Regions from separate parts of the Mus musculus genome. Here region 1 is linked to region 2. A link is a contact called in public HiChIP or PLAC-seq data. All regions are on one chromosome and are shown on one strand. Each heading gives the region's core, a stretch centred on a gene start, on an enhancer-like site or on the middle of the called end of the contact. The rest is flanking DNA. Distances are from core to core; before and after follow the strand shown.

Region 1 (4,561 bases), core at 441-2,940, 370 kb before region 2:
CGTTTGGGATTAAAGGTATGTCCTAAAGGCATGTCTATATTCCAGCCAGAGGGATTAATGGCCTGTGACTTGTCTGCATTCCAGCCAGATCACATGGACCTAGAAGGTCTCTGAATGTAATCCCTTGCCAGAACATCCATGATTAAAATTCCTCTACAACTGTGTGCCTTTAATTGGGGAGAACAGAAACAGGAGGATCCCTAGGGCTGACTGGCCAGAGAGTCTAGCTTGAATTAGCAAGTTCAAAAAACAGACCACCCTGCCTCAAAAAAAAAAAAAAAAAGTGGAATGCTAGGACTATGTCTCAGTGAAAGAGTCCGGCCTAGATGTGCCCCAGGGAGGGGCTAGGGTGTGGCTCAAAGGAAGAGCTTCCACCTAGCTTTGCACAGTGAGGGGCTGGGGTCCGTGGTTCAGGGGTAGAGTCCCTACCTAGAATCCCCCAGTGAGTGGATGGAGTCCGTGGTTCAGGGTTAAGTTCTTGCATAGTGTGCCAGCGTTCTATCCCAAGCACCACACATATACACAGAATAGACTGTGGACAGTCAATTAGGAAAGCCCACTGCCTATGATTCCCTTCTCCCACCAAGTGTTGCTAACGCTGAGCCCTGGTGCTGTCATCCTTGCCCCAGAAAGCACTCCCTTTCTATCAGGCCACCCCCTTACCCCAGACACATTTTCACAATGTTCTTGGCAGTAAGGAGCTATTGGTCAACTTGTTTTCAGATTTGAGCAATTTCACACAAGACAAAAATGTTCTAGATAAAGAATTGAATGGCGGGCTCTCTCTCTCTTTCTCTCTCTCTGGTTTAAGGACTGAATCTAGGGCCTTAAATGTGCTAGGCCAATGCTATACTACTGAGGCACACTCCCACCCTCACTACTGGATCCTAGGCAGAGGCTCTATCTCTGAGCCACATCCCCAGCCCCTTACTAGGGGAGCACTTTACTGTTAATTCATGCCTATAGCCCTGCCTGATATCTTACCTGGAGAGTGAGGGCTAGGAGCATCCCTGGAGACAACAACACAGGTCCCCTGTTGTGAGGCAACAGGAAAGATGCAGCAAGCATATCAGTTTTCTGGCTACTAACCCCTAAATCAAATTAAAATGGATACCATGGTTCTGAGCCCCTGTTTTAGGGGAGACTGGAAGGCAAGGGTAGGGGGTCAATAGATGCTGGAAGATGCATTATGGTGGTACCAAGAAAGCCACAGGTCAGGAAAAGGACCACGAAGAACATGTAACAAGTAATGATGACATGGTGACACTTGAGCTAAAGGGAGGTAACAGGTGGGGAGAGCTGCAGGTGCAAAGGCCTTGGGGCAGGAACAAAGTGTCACTGGTTAGAGGATGCCTCCCTGAATGGTATACCTACATAACACAGAAAGCAAGGATGGACATTTTATTCTTATAAAGAGGGTCTTAAAGATTCTTTGTAATGTGGGAGGTTTGCCAAGATCTCAGCTGATGACAGTAGCCACAGAGAGCAATAAATGCTTGCACAATCAACATTTGTGTTTGGTAGTATAGACACTGTGCCGGCTAGTTTTATGTCTGCTTGAGACAAGCTAGAGTCATCAGAAAAAGGAGGCTCAACTGAGAAAATGCCTCTATTAGGCTGTAGGCAAGCCTGGGAAGGCCCTGCCCATTGTGGGCGGTGCCACCCTTGAGGGAGTGGCACTGCCTTCTAGAAGAAATCAGGTTGAGCAAGCACAGTAAGCAGCGCCCTCTGTGGCCTCACCAGCTTCCACCTCCAGGTTCCCGTCCTGCTTGAGTTCCTGCCCTCACTGTTTTGGGTGATGAATGAACTCTTATATGGAACTGAGTGAAATAAGCCCTTTCCTCTCCAAACTGCATTTGGTCATATTCCATCACAGCGGTAGTAACCCCAAGACAGACTCATCCTTCATGTCGGTATCATCAGATTCGGTCGGGATGGGTGGGCCACACCTTTAATCCCAGCACTAGCTAGCCTGGTCCACATGGTTCCAGCCAGCCAGGACTACACAATGTGATGAGTATTTTTTTAACTTTTTTTTTTTTTAAAGGAAAGATGAGAGTAGTTTAAGCAACAGTTTTGTTTCTGCTGAGAACCATCAAATAATCCTTAGCCCACTTCCCAGGCTTCTCTAATAATTAGGTCACCCAAGCTCTGGTTACGATCTGGGCCGCAGCATCCCCTGGCGCTCACCTCGCTGAAATACGGAAACAGATCCCAGAGAGAAACAGCAGTTTGCTGCCAGGGATCTTAGAGTTTACATTTAAACTTTAGAATAACCTCCCGTGCCAGACAACTCCAGCACTTCAGAACCTGGGGTAAAACGGTAGGGAGTTCCAGGCTAGCCTGAGCTACAGAGCAGGAAGATCACCCTCTGTCTCCCTCCACTTACCATCCATCCCTTCTGCACTGAAACCAGGACAGCTGGTTGGGATTGAGGGGGGGGGGGGGCTGTGACAGACGATTTCCTTATTCCCACTCATTCATTCCAAATTTCATGATCTTTTTGAGTTGGGGTGCTCAGGACAATCTGATTAGAATCCCAAGCCTCATGTTCTCAACTTTTCTGAGAAATGTCTTTAGATTCCCTGGGCTTTGATGAACTCAAAATCAAAAGGATCCTCCTAGCTGTGTCCACAACTCTGCATGGCTCACATGCCCAGGCAGGACCCAAAAGACAGGACCCAAATGACAGGGGGCACCGTGCTTGGCTTCCAGCCCAGGCCACTCTAACACTTGGACTGGGCTTCTTGGCCTCCCTGCTCCTGAACCCCTGAATCCTTCCATAGTGTTCAACTGCCCATCAGTAACAAAATCTTCACCCAGCTTTGCCAGGTCCCACCTAGTTCTCAGACCTTTGTAAAATCTCATTCTAAAGTCAGAGACAGAGGCCAGGGCTTCCAGTACTGCTGGGTGAGCTCTGTAATCCCGGTGCTCTTGTTCATGGGCAGCACTTAACTGTCTGGCTCACCATGTGGCACCATGTAGCATCCTTCCATGGTTTTGGCTTTGTAGCCTTGAGCCTCCCATTCCCTTCTACTCCTATTCCCACCTCTAGATGAAACACTTTGGGATGCCTTCCAATCCTCTTTACCTGTGATACCTGCCTGGCTGTGTCCCCAAAAAGAAGGTCCCTTCTCTGTCTTATTCACACACTGAACCATACCTCCTGTTACTCAAATGCTATGGGCTAAATTGTATCTGTTCCCAAGAGTTAGATGATCTTGTCCTAACCCTTTGTATCTCAAGATGAATATATTTAGAAACAAGGTCTTTTTAAAGATAATTAAGTTTAAAAAAAAAAATGAGGCCACAGGGTGGGCTCTCATCCAGTATGTGGTGACATAAGAAGAGGAAATTGGGACACCTGCAAAACGCAACCATGTGAGGACACAGAGAAATGGCCAGCTGCAGGGGTGGAGATGTGGTTCAGCTGGAAGAGTACCTGCCTAGCATGCATGAAGAACTGTGTTCATCCCCCAGCACTGCAGAAACTGCACAGTGGCAACCCCAACTGCACAGCTGTAACCCCAACACTCAGGAGTTCAAAATCACCCTCAGCTATTTAACAAGACCAGCCTGGAACTACAGGATACCCTTTCTTGAATAAAGGGTATCTATCTACAAACCAATCAACACCTCCAGCAAAGACCAAACTTCCAGAACTGTGGAATAATAAATTCCTGTAAAGCCATCTGAGTGAAGTGCTTTTATTCATTTATTTACCTGTTTGTTTGTTTATTGCTGTGTGTTGGGGGGAGGTGTACATGTATCTGGGTTCGCACTGAAGCCGGGAGAGAGCACTGAATTCCCTGGAGCTGGAGTTACAGTCAGTTTTGAGTCACCCAAATTGGGTGTTGGGAACCAAATTCCAGGCCCCTGTAAGGGCAGGAAACGCTCTTAACTTCTGAGCCATCCAGGCCCTAGGAATAGTTTATAAGTTGACCCTACTGAACAAATATACCTCCATTAAAAACTCTGGTAAATCCTGCAATTAAGAGTCTACAGGCATATCTTAAGGTTGGGTGCGGGGGGTTACTAGGAAGCCGGTGTTAGAGTTTGCTGTATTTTATTTATTTTTTTAAGATTTATTTATTTATCATATGTAAGTACACTGTAACTGTCTTCAGACACACCAGAAGAGGACGTCAGATGTCATTACGGATGGTTGTGAGCCACCATGTGGTTGCTGGGATTTGAACTCAGGACCTTTGGAAGAGCAGTCAGTGCTCTTACCCGCTGAGCCATCTCACCAGCCCCAAGTTTGCTGTATTTTAAATGCTAGCTCTGATTGCTGGAATTGGGGATTCAAGTTCTACTTGCAGTAGCTCCTGGGAGGTTCCGGGGAAGAGTCAGGATTCAGGTCTACTCTATTTCCGTTTCTATTTCTGGTGCTGGAGATGCATCAGTGGGTAAGAGACTAGCTGTTCTCACAGCAGACTCAAGAACCTTCATGGCTTCACACAACCATTTATAACTCTGGTTCCAGGGGATCCCACACCCTATTCTGACCTCTACAGGCACTGATACTTATGATGCATAAACATACATACAAGTGTAACAC
Region 2 (4,336 bases), core at 823-3,322:
ATAGATATGGGGGAGGCAGGTTAAAAAGCAATGACAAGCAAGACAATAAATAAGAATGTCAGGGAGGGGTATGTGCTTATGATGGAATGGATGGGAGAAAGGGACCATAAGAACTGAAGGGTGTTTGCAAACTCTGGTCAGGGTAGAAAGCTCATTGGCGCAGAGACTTAGCAAAGAGAAAGAGTGACAGTTGAGGGCAAGGTTGGGGAAAGGCTTTTAAGCAGGAGCACATTTGCATAATGCAAGGACCATGGGCCCGGTGCTAAGGATTGAACCCAGGACCTCATGTGTGCTGGGCAAGTGCTCTACCAAAGAGCCACAGCCCTAGGCTACTACTTAAAAATATTTTTGAAAAAGCATTTATTTATTTATTTATTTATTTATTTATTTATTGCGTGTGTGTACAGGCACCTTTTCTGTGGGAGCTCAAGATTGAACTCAGATCTTCAGGGTTAGCAACAAGTGCCTTTACCTGCTGAGCCATATTGTCAGGTCCACTCTTATTTTGTTTTCTGTTTATTTTATTTATTTTTAAAGTCAGGACCTCATGTGTTCCAGGCTAAGCTCCAATCCTGATCCCCCTGCCTCTACCTTGTGAGTAAAGACATTAAAGACCTGCTTCCCAATGCTTGGCTCTTTGTTTTAGCGCTCTCTCTCTCCTCTCTCTCTCTCTCTCTCTCTCTCTCTCTCTCTCTTTCTGTTTATGTATATGTTTGTATGTGTGTGTTTATGTGTGTGTGTGGTGTGGTGTGCTAGGCCAAAGGTTGACCTTAAGTGTCTTTCTCTATTGCTTGCCACTTTACTTTTATTTTTACCTTTTTTTTTACAGATATTGTCAAACCCATTGCACAGACCAGCAGCCACAGTCCGGGTCTGAGTGAACATGTGAAGCAAAGGATAGAGGACTCTGTACTGCACATATTCCTAAGGCACCGACAGGGTTAGCGCCTCATGATGTGGTTGAGCAGGGCTGCTAGTGAATGGCTTTCTTAGACATACAGCCACCTACTGGTATGTGTGTTGAAAATGGAGTTATGTCTGCTCTGATCCTATATGAAGTTTCTAACGTGTTTCTAGAAGCCTTGTTATGTTCTTCTAGAGTCATTTCCTTATTGATTTCTGCTGGAATTCAGTGCTGGGTGGAGGGGGCGCAGGCCAGGGAATACAGGCTGCCTGCATTGTGGACACGTGGCTGTGGCCTGGAAGCTGGTGCCTCCAAGCTGCTGGGCGGGAGCTCACTGGGGAGGGAACTTGTTGGGCGCCTACTAGCTCCTCGAGAGAGCCAGGGTTGGGAGAATCTCGTAAGACATTGGTAGCATAGGCTGTAAAGAAAAACAGAATCAAAGGTAAAGAATTAAAGTGAATTCCCCACGGGAGTCAAAAAAATAGTAAAAAGGAGTAAAGAAAGACAAAATGTGCTTGGTTGAATCTGGCATCTAGGGGCATATTGGGGTGTTTATGTCCTGGGGTATCTGGCGGCATTTCCAGACTTTAAAATTGTTATTTCGGGGTAATTTGGGGTGTCTAGATCTGGCGGAGATCTAGAGTGTGCTCCAGACCTTTAAATTGGAACCTCGGTGTTACTTGTGTTTGCTGCAGTCAGGAGGGGACCTGGGGGCGTCCCTAGGCTTTTAAACTGGAACCTCAGGCCTGTTTAGTGGTTTTCGAGTCAGGCGGGGATCTGGGGACCCCTAGGTTTTAAAATCGGAACTTTGGGACTCTTTGGGGGCGTTCGTGTCAGGTGCGGATATGGGCAGCTCCGGACGTTTGACAGGTGAGTCTTAGAGTTGTTTGGGTGTTTATGTTACACTGGTATCTGAGAACGCTTACAAGCTTTTAAATCGTAATCTTTCTAAGCCAGCAGTTCGGGGTGTTGGGATTGGAAGAATCTGAAGTGAGCCTCGGGTCTCTGAAGTTGCGGGTTTTACGGGGCAAGGGGGCAAAGGGGCCGAGGAGGCGAGGAGGCGAGGAGGCGTGGCGTTGCCAGCTCTGGCCACGCCTCCCCGAGCTCTGCTGGCTTTCTCCCCCTCCCCCCCCAGCGGGCCTCACTGGAGCGCACAGTCCCTTCCCTGTCTTAATCCGCGCCACCTTTTCCCTTGGCCCGCGCGGGCCCAGCTGACGGGCTGCGTTGTTTACGGGCTGGAGTCGAGCCCTAGCTCCCGCCGCCACCACCAGCCCAGGTGCCCTCCAGTGCGCGCGTCCCTCTGTCTCAGACTCCACACAACGCGACCCACCCAGAGCTGCACGGAGGGCAGAAGCAGGAGACCCGGACAGGAGACGCACCGCGGTGAGCTCTGGACTCTGGGATTGCGGGCACGGGACCGGGCCTGGGTGACCTGCGGGCCGCGCCACGGTGTTGCTTGCGGCCGAGGCCTCTGTGCTCTTCCCGGGACTGTCCCCAGGGCCCTCTAGGCTGGAGAGCTGCGGCCTGTGAGCCACGGGCGTGGAAGAGAAGGACGTGCGGCCCCGAGCGCCTCTCCAGAGACCTTCTCACGGAGTATGTCCCCAGTAGGCCGGCGTGGCGTGCTCTGATCGCCGGGGTCCCAGCACTCCTACTGCTATGGGCTTCGGGAGAGGATGTGAGACGACGGCTGTGCCATTGCTGGTGGCCGTGGCCGCGTTGCTGGTGGGCACAGCCGGCCACCTGTACCCTGGAGAGGGTAAGTCTGGGACAAGAGGCGATCACAGTATGTCGGGGACACTTCTCCCACCGCCCCAGCCAATCTAGAACCCTCACCCTAAGGAGTGAGGGTCGGGGACACCCCTCTCCACCGCCACAGCCAACCTAGAGAATTCTCCCTTTGGGCTGAGTAATGGGGACAACCCTTCCCATTGCTCCATACAACTTAGAGCCCCCCAGGCCCCACCAAGGAGTCAGGGTTACAGACACCCATTTCACCACTCCAGCAATATAGTCCTTTCACGAGAGTTGTGGACATTTCTCGTTCTTCTTCCATCAACCTAGAGCCCCCTCTCCACGGACTGAAGGTTGAAGACTCCCGTAGCGTCCTTGTGTCTATGAAGAGTCCCCTCCCTATAGTGATCATCTTTACACTGGGGAAGGGGAAGAGTGGGTTTGGTGGCCCTGGCCCTGCGTGAAACCCCGGCTGACCTTGGCCTTTGCTCACTGGGCTTGTGGCTCTGTACCCCGCGTGTGTCCATCTCGGGTCTGAGGAACCTTGCCCCAGTGCCCGCCCAGGCTTCGGGTGTCTGTCCCCAGTGCACCTCTCAACTGTGTCTGTTCTTTTCTCTAACCCCAAATCTGTCCTCTGAGGCTCTTTGAGGTTGCTTTAAGTAAGTATGGTTACTGGGTTGCAACAGATTCAGACATCTGAGCAGTTTAAACCCAAAGCCAGGGGTATCCTCTTCGACGGAGGACACTTGTTGGAGAATCGACCCCTTGTGGCTGCTATGTTTATAATTCTCTACTTCCAGATGTCTAGAGGCAAAGTCTGCATACCTTTGGCCCCACAGCAATCATAGTAACAGTAGGGGTAGTTTTCAGGATGGTTATAATTAGAATGATTATGAGTCTCCAGGCTGGTTAGCGCTAGAACCTCCCAGTGTTCCCTGGAGGCCAACATAGTTACATACCCATTTCAGAGAGGGCTAAAATGAGGTTCAGTTAGCCCATTTGTTCAGAGGCTGGTCTTATAGTTCTGTGCTTGGTTATGGCCAAGGCAGGAGGATAGCGAGTTGTTTGAAGCAAGCCCAGCTATTGAGTGAGTTTTGAGGCTAGTTAGACACTGTTTCAAAAAACATGCAATGACAAATGTCTTTTGAGTTACTGGTTCAGCTTTCTCTGAAAATGGAAATTAATTACAATAGGGAAGGGGTCAAGGAGAGAAGGAACTGCCACGCTTTTGTGAATGAGGGAGATGTGTGTGTTGGGAGGAGGGTGCAGGATTATGGAACAGGTTGGGTTGATCTTGTGGAGTGGGTCTGCTAAACTGGTAATGTCTCTGAGGCCCCCAGGATCCGATATACAGAAGGTACTCAATGAGGAATGGCCATTGGTTTGGTTTGTGCCCGAGTGCACGTGTTCGTGCGTGTGCATGTGTGTTCGCGTGTGCACTCCTGTGCCTGTGTGTTTGTAGAGGACCTAGGTTGACATCCAGTGTTTGTCTCTGTCACTTTCAGCCTTGTGTTTTGAGTCAGGGTCTCTCAATGAACCTTGAGTTTGCTGATTTGGCCGCACTGCCTAGCCTGTGAGTGCCAGTTCCCCCTCTCCCTTCACCTCTTTTTATCACTAGAGTTATAGATAGATGTATGCTGAAGTGCTGGCTTTTAGGTGGGTGTGGAGAGATCTGAACTCAGGTTTTCATGCTCGGGCAGC

Evidence for each region. HiChIP or PLAC-seq counts read pairs in DNA pulled down with a chosen protein or histone mark.
Region 1: a contact with region 2 is called in an H3K4me3 HiChIP or PLAC-seq map of bone marrow-derived macrophages, with 2.8 times the contacts expected there. The contact joins the enhancer-like site here to the promoter of Insr in region 2. A contact is called at or near these places in 2 of 39 promoter capture datasets (cranial neural crest and maxillary cranial neural crest), 1 of 484 Hi-C or Micro-C datasets (CD4 T cells), 2 of 115 datasets of contacts at active chromatin or transcription factors (bone marrow-derived macrophages and double positive thymocytes) and 3 of 9 other capture datasets (adipose tissue, liver and pancreatic islet).

Annotation. Positions count from the first base shown.
Region 1 is chr8:3,643,135-3,647,695 of GRCm38.p6, reverse strand. It overlaps Stxbp2 (syntaxin binding protein 2), which reads right to left. Exons shown (of 19, transcript NM_011503.5): 19 at 3,698-4,561. Among named protein-coding and RNA genes, the nearest start is that of Retn, 10 kb to the left of the region's middle. Within about 2 kb of position 1,690, at least 111 of the 459 cell types and tissues checked have an H3K27ac peak or open chromatin away from gene starts, as enhancers often do. A contact at or near this core is called in adipose tissue and bone marrow-derived macrophages, where this site is marked.
Region 2 is chr8:3,277,353-3,281,688 of GRCm38.p6, reverse strand. It overlaps Insr (insulin receptor), which reads left to right and starts at 2,072. Exons shown (of 21, transcript NM_010568.3): 1 at 2,072-2,660. The coding sequence starts at 2,561.